3 separate regions of the Sus scrofa genome follow, and regions 2 and 3 are each linked to region 1. The links are chromatin contacts, called in public Hi-C maps. All regions are on one chromosome and are shown on one strand. The core of a region is the stretch at or near the end of the contact, and the rest is flanking DNA. Distances in the headings are between cores, read along the strand shown.

Region 1 (3,254 bases), core at 304-2,803:
TGTTCCCCTTTCTCAAATGAAGCACTGGCTCCTCCTGCCCCCAGCACAGCCCACTGGTTAGTCCTTTTTGGACACAAGTCTAAATATTTGGGGGTTTGGCCTTCCCATCTCGAAGGGCCACAAAGCCCACACACTGACGTCTGGGAAGGGGGAGAAGGGCTCCAAATTAAGCTCTATAAAAACTCTTGAACAACCAGAGGGGGTGGGCTTCCGGGTTGGTGAACATATGGAAACTGGAGAGAGCTGAGCTCCAAGGACATGGGAGCTCGGGGCCCTTCCCACATACCTTGCCCTGTGCATCTCTTCCATCTGGCTGTTCCTAAATGACATCCTTTTATAATAAACTGGTAAACATAAGTAAATGTTTCTGAGTTCTGTGAGCTGTTCTAGCAAATTGATCAAACCTGAGGAGGGGTGGTGGGAGTCTCTGATCTATAGCCAGTTGGTCAGAAGCACAGGTGACAACCTGGGACGTGTGATTGAAGGGGGTGGGAGGCAGTCTCGAGACTGAGCCCTTCACCTCTGGGATCTAATAACACCTCCAGGTAGATCATGTCAGAGTCGAGTCAAGTTTGCGAACTCCTCCGTCAGTGTCCTCTGGGAATTGGAGACTTGTTTGATGTGGAAAACAATATACCTGGAATGCCTCGATAAAGGTCAGTTAAGCTTAGGGAGATAAAGACCTGTCTCCCTTCCTGAGAGCCTGGATTGAACCTCCTGTACTGAATGGTGGCCTGAATAAGTGGGATGCATATGAGCCCCCAGACGGAATCAGCCCTGCAGAGGCCTTGACCTTAGCCCAGGAAGGGTGACTTTGGACTTCTTGTCTCTGGAGCTGTCTGAGAAAAAACTTGTGCTGTTGTTAAGCCACCATGTTTGTGGTAACTTGTTACAGCAGCAATAAGAAATGGTCGCATCTGCCACTTGGGATAAAGATCAGTACATAGGCTCAGGGAGCCGAGGGGAGCCGGGTGTGAGCCAGGCTCTGAAATGGGCCATCAGGTGCAAGGAACTCAATGACTGTGGAAGAAACAGGTGAGGGACATGGGGCTTCTGCAGCCCTCAAGTGCTCAGTGACAACTAGGCAAGGGTGGGGAGTGAGGGAGGCAGGACCCACTGCACAGGGCCTGTGGGCAAAGTGCCGCAGTGGGCTTTAGGCTGGAAAGGAATGAGGTCTGACTTGAGCTCCAGGAAGGTCACCCTGGCTGCAGAGGCGGGTGGACAAAAGGCACCTGTGGGGAGGCAGTCACAGCAGTCCTGGTAGCAGAGAGGAAGGCCAATGTAAGCTAGGGTGCCCACCAAGGAAGGAGGAGAAGAGGGCAAAGCCGATGGTACTGAGGCCAGCATCCACAAGAAGAGCTGAAGGGACAAGATGGAGAGCCGAGGAAGTAGGCAAGATGTTCCACAATGCCTTCTCTGTGTTTGATCCTTTCCCTCTCTGGGCTTGAGTTTCCGCTTTGGTACAGTGATCCCTGGAGCTCTGACAGGGAACAGTCTGAGCCTGAGGCCACAGTGAGAACCCTGCCTTGCTTCCCACAGCCTGTCTGGAGGTGTAGTTCCATAAATGTCCACCAGAGGGCAAGGTGGCACACACAGTTCTTAAGAACTGGAGGGTTCCACAGGAACTGTTTCCCCGCTCACACCGCCCTGTTCCCCCGCCCCCGTTCCCGCCCCCCTGTTCCCCCGCCCCCGCTCCCGCCCCCCTGTTCCCCGCCCCCGCCCCGCCCTCTGTCCCCCCCCCCCGCGCCCCATCTTAAGCTTGGTGTGCACGCACACAACACGCGTGCACACACATGATTGTGGCTCTTGGCAGCTCCGTCAGTTTGGGTAAGCAGACATTGAGACGGAGTTAGGAGTGCAAGAGGCTAGTTGAGGCTTAAACTTCTGAAAGGTGGGGAGGGGGGAAGTAGGATTGGCAGGGAGAGACTCAGACATACCTGCCGGCCCCCACCAACAGGGAGCTCTGGAGCCCAGACTACCATCCTACAAGTACTGCCCTGGGCGGAAATCCTCAGGCCCTTGAAACTTGCGGTGCTCAGTCATTGACTGTGGGCTGCTTGGGAAGATAGGGCCTCAAATTCTGTGGACAGAAGGTGGTAGAGGCTGTCAGCTAACTCCCCTCACTGCTGTAGATCTGCAAGTTCTTTCTCAAAGAGGGATGGAGCAGCACACAGCCTCCTCTCTCTCCAAGCCTGGTCCTCTAGACCCACCCATGTTCCTCCTCTTTGTTCCTTGCTGGTGGGTCCTCTCTCTCGCCACCCTCCCTAAACCCCTTCCTTCCAGGTTAGCTTTCAGAACCTCGAGGGCAGGATGCCAGGTATAAGTTGGCCTTCTTACTAATGGATCCCATATGAGAAAAGAGTCAGGACAACCCTAGGCACCCAGAGAAGCCATAGCCCAGCCCTCCTCACTCTGGAGTTTGCACAAATTAGCACCCACTCTTTTGGATTTCCTGTGGCACAGTCAGGGTAATCCTCCCACCAGCCCCCAGGGATAGGATCCAAACAGGAAGGTGGGAGAGGCCACACTTCCCCCAAGGGATTGGCACACAAAGGGCCAAGAGCCCTGGTGGTTTTAAGGGGTCTGTGCCTCCCTCAAACTCCCAGCACAATTCTACATCTCAGTACTGGTGTGGGTCCAGGAAAGGGAACTTTGAAAGGGACTTTTCCAGACTCAGATCTGAGGGTGCTCAAGGAGATAAGCAGTGGGGGGGAGGGGGCTGTATTGGAGGCACTGGGGGTTTTCCTGCACATGTGGCACTGGTCTGCCCCTCCTCCACTTCTTCTCAGGCACCATGATGCCCATCTGCCATTTTGGAGGACTTGGGCAGTGCCTGCAGCTCCACTCTCCCAGGTCCAGATGGTCATCCCATCCCTTCCTCTCCCCTACTCCCTCCACTGCCCTCACCCCCAGCCCCACTCAGAGCAAGGGCCTGGGCAAAAGCCAACACTGCCTCCCAGTACCTTTTCCTTTCAGAGTAGAGGGTCCTTGGTTGTCATGGAGACCAGGCCTGCCATCCCTCAGCCTTCCTGTAGGGAGGGAGGCAGATGGGTGGGATGGAAGAGTGGAAGATGGACAGATATCCAGATAGAGATAGCAGGAAAAATGCCCCCCTCTCCCACCCCTTGCACACATACCCAGACATTTAGAGCCTAACCAAGAACAAGCAGACAGTACGAGGTTTGTGTGACTGTGATCTTTTACTATGCTCGGGGCTAAGCCAGTGTAAACAGGATGCAGTCACATGTCTGTGT
Region 2 (3,254 bases), core at 200-2,699, 350 kb after region 1:
AACAGAGTTACATCCCCCGTGTAAAGAAGTGGTTTACTCCCTGGTACTTGGCATTCCTAAGAATGAGACAGCCAAAGATGCGGTGCCTCTTGAAGTGATACACAATGCAGTGCACAGCAGCACATAGGCAGTGCCCTTGACTAAACAGGAAAAAATCTGAACCTGGATCTGATTAACCAGTGGATCTACATTAAACAACATCACAAGGATACAATCATGTTAAATAAAGAATACCACCACTTTTCAGATTATGTATGATGGAACTAGTTCTAGAAAATTAAAATTTTACACACTCACCATCATGAATATCTTGCTGTGTCTTGACCAGAATTGCTTATAATCATTAATTTAAAATAATGTACACTACTTGAATTAGGCAAAATAGCATTGGTTATTATATTAAATTGCAGACAGTTGAGGCAAAATGTATTTTTGCCTGTCAATTAGCTATTCCTTCTTTTTAGAGTTATGTGTTTATATTTTTTGCCTATTGATCTGTTTGATATGAGGCCTTTATTTGGTTAGGATATTTACCACTTACCATATTTGTTGCAATCTTTTTCCAGCTTCTACTTGGTCTTTTGCTTTTGTTTATAGTCTCATAGAAAGTTTAAACATTTTAATGTTGTTAAACATGCTGCTACTTTCCATCATTGCTCTTAAAATTATTAAATTATTAAAGTTATTCCTCATTTAGAAGGGATATTCTGCTTGATGAATAGAACCCGATATATGCAACTCTATTTTTTCATTGATGGCTTGATGCTTAGGTATTTAACTCCTTGATCTAACTACACATTTTTTGGCATAAGGTATGAAAAGAGGATCTAGTGTATTTTTCCCCCAAATAAAAAAACCTGTGACTTGAATACTATATTGAATAATTCCTATTTTCATGTAATTATTAGTAAGTGAAGTTATAATGTCATCAAGACCTCATGTTCCTACCTTATTGCTGATCTAGAGAGAACAGTTTTGCCAGGACTTGAATTGCTTCAGTCTGGATCTGTTTTGCTCTATTTTGTTATTTCTTTGAGGTAAAAATGGAGGCTAGCTTTTTCCTCCCTTATATTTTGGAAAAACAAACAAGGGATTGGCTCACTTCTACTTTCTATTCATGAATATTTTGCCCATTTCACATTTTGTAAGTTAATATCATTTAATTTTCCCTGGTAGCAATACATTTTGATTTCTGTTTGCATGCACTATTCTAAAAATAGGAGAGTCAGTTTCTTAAATTGCTAAAGGAGAAATCCTGACTGATTCTGGTTTTAAAATACACTCCTAAAGGGAAGTTCAAAAATTAAAAAAAAAAAAGTCAACTCACAAACAGAGAAAATAAATAACAGCCAATGTGTCTACTGAACTAATGGACCATATGAAGTAAAGAGAATGTGAATTCTGTCATGGGAGGAGGGGAAAGGAGGGCTGCCTGCCCAAGGACAGCGCCAGAATAGGCTGCCCAGACATTCCAGAGACGCTGCGAAATCCAGGGACAGCCCAGCAGGGCTGCATTCTGGTATGCTGCTGGAATATGTCTTTTAATATATTTAAAACCCCGTGGCGAAAACATTGTCTGCCTCAGGGTACACCACTGGGTTTAAATATACTAAATGATGCCAAAGCAAGAACATACGCCAAGTTTCTCTGAGCTTTCCACAGCCTTTCCTGCATGTCAGAATTGAGCACAGGTGCTAGGATTGAGTTGAAAAATAATCCAGTGAAGATGGCAGAGTTGTGTTATCCATTCAATTATTAATACGTTATTAAAATATTTCACTTTTCACACATCTGACATTTTGAGTTCATTCTTTTACAAATTAGTAAACAAACAAGCCAAATTGTTCAGGCTCAGTTATACAGCCTCTTCAAAGGTTAAGAGCAGAAAATGTTCGGAACTGTTTGTGGAGGGCCCATGCTAGCTAGACTGGAATGTCTAAATTAAATTAAAGCTAAAGTTAAACATGCACCTTGGTTCACCATGCTTTCATAATAAATATCAAGTGTTTGTGTTGACATTGTATTTTTATGTTCCCTCCCCATGTGGGAGGAAAAACCCATAAATGCCTGTCCTTGGAAGCAGAGAGTGGTAACATGTACTTCATAGTATTGGTATGACTCATCACTTAAGGGTTGAGTTAGACTGGGAAGAAAATGGAAAGGTTTGAAACAACCTATGCCTTCATTGGTATATAAAATATCTCCACCTGATACTGTCATTAACAGCATAATGGAACACTCTGTGACAATGCTGAGGGTCTATTTACGATGGGATGGAATTGACCACGCAGACACGCAATACAATACATCTTCAAGTGTCTGCTATGGGTCTCTCCCAAACACTGCAGTTAACTCTTAGAGCCCTGTGTGGGTCTCATCTTACCCTTGAGCCTATAGGGATGGGGTACTAAACCCCGAATTGTCCTGATTCTGCTCTAGCTTCTAACAAGCTCTTCTATGTGCTCACTGAAGACCATTCCAGAGGGGCCTCCAGTTTATAGGGATGCTGTCTAGAAGGTCTCACAGGCATTAATTTACATTTGGAAAAAAAGAAAACATTTGGGAGAATCATGGCTACTTTTGTGCAAAATAAAATTTTGCACACGAAAGACATTTTTCCTTTTAAACAATAGCTTCTTTTGCAGCTGAACTTCTAGACCTCAATTTTTTTAGACCTTGAATTATACTTTAAAAGTATACAGGAACAGATGGTGAAAGATGATTGCAAGGTTGTGGAAAGTACTGACATCAGAGTCAGAAGTTTCTGTGCATTTAGTTTCTAACTGTGTGATCTTTGGCAGACCACTTGACCTATAAACAAAAGACAAACATAACAGAAGAAAAAGTTAACATTAAAGCAGATACATGCAAATACTAATGTAACATCATTTATTCTCTAATCTCTACAAGATTATTTTCTGTAATAATAATTTTATTGATTTGTTTAGTTTTATAATGACTATTTTTTAAAAATTGACATAAACTTTAAATATATTTCACATGTGAGCTAAAATTTACACTTACCAATAAAAAATATGTCTCACAACTGGCACACTATTTGTTTGCAATTTCAAATACAAGTGAAAAATCCAAGAGGTCACAAAGAGTGATGGAACTGAGGTAATCCAGGCTCTGCTTCTTCATCTTTACAACAGTGTGCCATAATTTCTTATGTCAAAATTACCGTCTAAATGCACCTAAAATTGTATCACAAGCTCTGGAAGCACACACTACACTAAAGAGAGCTGGTATGA
Region 3 (3,254 bases), core at 522-3,021, 300 kb before region 1:
TGCATTTATTATTTTGATGTATCAAATAATGCTCGGTATATGATTAAAAAGTGGCCTGTAGTTTCTTCCTTTCACCACTACATGGCAGGCAAGTCCTTCAGTAAAGTAACTCTTGACTGGGAAAGGAAAATGGAACTGTACCTAATGGCTGTGTTCTAGTAGCGTTCAGTTTCCCCTACAGGAGCATATGTAAAACAGGGCTTTTTGTTCTGAGTGTTTACATGCATAACCAGGGCAGTTCAGGGGCACCTTACTCTGACGTGGATCTTGCAGCCCTGTGGCCAGGTTTGGTTTTTTTTTTTCCCTTTCTTTTTGCCTATGTAACCATCTTTGCAAACTTAAAAGTATATCTGCTTAAATGCTGATTTTTATTTCTCAGAACTTTTCAATTATTTTCCAAGGTGTTCATTCCTAAAATAACAACATGGAACATGCGGTTGGTTATTTGGCTTCTTTCTTGGCAATGGACACATCTAAATTCTCCTTCTAATGTGTATTGACTACTGGCTGTTTTTGCTGTTTGTTAGTGTTTTTTTGGCTATGCCCAAGGCATGTGGAAGTTCCTGGGCCAGGGATCGAATCTGTGCCACAGCAGCGACCCAAGCCACTGCAGTGACAATGCCAGATGATTAGGGACTGTTTTGTACCATTAGCATTATAACCACTGTATAATGAATTCTGGCTGGCACTGTTACATACAGGAATATTTTAAATTTGGTAGCAATGATAAAATAGCAATACCATAGTCACAATCATCATTACAATCACTCACAGGAATTCTGGTGCCAAATTTCACCAGTCACAGGAAGGGACTGACAAACATTGGTAGGTATTTCTGTTTCAGCAGCATATGTTATGTCACCAAGTGGCAATAGCACAAACCTTTCTCCAGCCACCCACTTCCATTTTCATGCTCTAGACCTGCCCTGTCCACTCCATCAGCCATTAGCCACATGCAGCAACTGAGTACTTGGAACTAGATATTTCCTAAACTATACACCAGATTTTGAGGACTTAGTATGAAGAGAAAAAGTAAAATGTCTCGGTAATTTTAATATTGATTGCATGTTGAGATGATAACATTTTGGATGTGTTAGGGTAAATAAAATATATTAAAATTAATCTCAGCTGGTTCTTCCTACCTTTTTAATTGGCTACTAGCACATTTAAAATTACATACGTGGATCGCATGTGTGTCTCACATTTTATTTCTATTGGACAGTGCAGCTCTAGAGGTTATCAACACTTGTGATCCTCACCTACCAAAGTCGGCTTCATTGGTGTGTGGCTGATGCAGTCAACACAGGGAGCCCCCATCTTCACAAGTGCTTCGCCTTTGATTTAATTCTCTGCTGTAACTGCCCTGAAATCCTTAATTGCTATTTTTGAATTTGCGTTTTAGAAGGAAAGCTCCCAGAACAATGGAATATGCGCTGGGGGGGCTGAAAGCCTTGGTTCATGCGTCTTCACGCCTTCAGTCAACTCCCGGTGTCCCTGCTCCTGCCCCGCGACTGCTGCCACCTTTGGTCTGCGTCACGGTTTTGGGCGCGGTTGTGGGAAAGGTCAGGGGTGTGATGGTGGCTATCCCGTCTCCGGGCTGACTGTGCAGGGTCTCTCGCCCACCTTGACCCAGGGGCGAGAGCGCCACCAACGCCGAGGTCGCAGAACCCTTGGGAGTCGCCTGTCTGCCCTGGTTTGGGGGGGTGGGATCTGGGGAAGGAGAGACACCTGGCCTGACGTCGCTAGACTCCTCCCACCAGGGCGCGGCGCTGTGGTCAGCTGCAGACGGGGACCGGACCCTGCAGCCCGAAGGGCTGAGCTCACTCGCAGCCTCGGGAAGGGATGCGCGCCAACGCGCAGCGGAAAGACGCTTGGCTAAAGCGCCTGAGAGCATCGGGAGCGCGCCCTAGTCTGGCTCCAACCTTGAGGGAGAATTGCGAGGACCGTTTCCTCCTTCCAGTCTTCTGTTTGTTTCTTCTGGACAGCTCAAGGCACCCCCTGGGGACAAAACGTAACTCACAAATTGTGTAATTTCTGTAATTGATTCCACGGGAGTCACTATGACGATTGAAATACTGTGATATTTGCATTTAGAACTGCCCTTGCACAATAGAAAGATGAATGGTAAAATTCACACTAATAATTACAACTTAAAATTGTAATTCACTTTACATTTTTAAATGATTAAAAAATTGAAGTTAAATTGTGGCAAAATAGACAAGGTAAAATTTACCATCTTAATTAACCATTTTAATTGTATAGCTCAGGAGTGTCAGGTATTTACATTGCTATGCAGCCAATCTCCAGAACTTTTCCATCTTGCAAAACTAAAGCTCTACCTGTCAAACATCAACTCTCCATTTCTTACCCTGGCAACCACCATTCTACTCTCTGTTTCTATGACTTTGACTGAAATCATGGAGCCTTTGTCTTTTTACAACTGGCTATTTCACTTAGCATAATGTCTTCAAGTTTCATCTATGTTGTAGTGTGTGTCAGAATGTCCTTCCTTGTTAAGATCGAATAATATTCCACTGTATGCATATTTTATTTATCCATTCATCCTTCAATGGGCATATGGATTGCTTCCACTTTTTGGCTACTGTGAATAATACTGCTATTAAACTATGTATAAATATCTTTCCATTTTTTTGCTAAAATAAGACTGCAATGGATACCTTTGTACACATAGCACTTTGCATACCTGTAAATGTATCTGTAGGGTAAATTCCTGAAAGTAAAATTGTCGGGTCAAAGGAAACGTGTAAATATTGCCAAATTGCTGTCCATAGATGTTGAACCATTTTACACAGCCTCACAAACACTGTATGTTTTCAGACTTTTGATCTTTGACAATATGATAGATTAAAAGTGGTATTTACATCAATAAGAATGAGCAGAAAAATGTGAAGTCTGTTTAAATCCATAGGTTTGTAATAATACAGTAAGCACCTGCCAAATCTTCAGTGTTAACTTTTGGAAGATGCTGGGAAAACAATTCATTATTTTGAAACAAAGGAAAACAGAAAGAATCAAGTACGACCTGGCTTTTCTACATGGCTTAAGCCATATGTCAGATAGCTAAATAGTCAATGAGAGGAAGTTTCTCTTTATAAAAGTATTTTCATTATTACATAAAGAAATAATGCAAATACTAAGGAAATGATGGATGTAGGCTATGATCATCAATGGTTACAGAGAGAGACCAAGGCAGAGAAAGAGATGACCAGACATCCATTCTATACCTTCCTTAA

The links. Hi-C and Micro-C count contacts between places; a contact is called where the count stands out from the background.
Region 2: a Hi-C map of omental adipose tissue shows a contact between it and region 1, with 2.0 times the contacts expected there. The contact joins two enhancer-like sites. A contact is called at or near these places in 2 of 5 promoter capture datasets (fetal skeletal muscle and liver), 23 of 47 Hi-C or Micro-C datasets (adipose tissue, blood, brain and 14 more) and 1 of 2 datasets of contacts at active chromatin or transcription factors (skeletal muscle).
Region 3: a contact with region 1 is called in a Hi-C map of heart right ventricle, with 5 times the contacts expected there. The contact joins two enhancer-like sites. A contact is called at or near these places in 6 of 47 Hi-C or Micro-C datasets (embryonic fibroblasts, epiblast stem cells, fetal skeletal muscle and 3 more).

The regions. Positions count from the first base shown.
Region 1 is chr1:166,442,753-166,446,006 of Sscrofa11.1, forward strand. No RefSeq gene overlaps it. Among named protein-coding and RNA genes, the nearest start is that of CORO2B, 21 kb to the right of the region's middle. Within about 2 kb of position 1,554, at least 17 of the 83 cell types and tissues checked have an H3K27ac peak or open chromatin away from gene starts, as enhancers often do. A contact at or near this core is called in omental adipose tissue, where this site is marked.
Region 2 is chr1:166,796,627-166,799,880 of Sscrofa11.1, forward strand. No RefSeq gene overlaps it. Among named protein-coding and RNA genes, the nearest start is that of SPESP1, 20 kb to the right of the region's middle. Within about 2 kb of position 1,450, at least 8 of the 83 cell types and tissues checked have an H3K27ac peak or open chromatin away from gene starts, as enhancers often do. A contact at or near this core is called in omental adipose tissue, where this site is marked.
Region 3 is chr1:166,146,395-166,149,648 of Sscrofa11.1, forward strand. No RefSeq gene overlaps it. Among named protein-coding and RNA genes, the nearest start is that of FEM1B, 14 kb to the right of the region's middle. Within about 2 kb of position 1,772, at least 42 of the 83 cell types and tissues checked have an H3K27ac peak or open chromatin away from gene starts, as enhancers often do.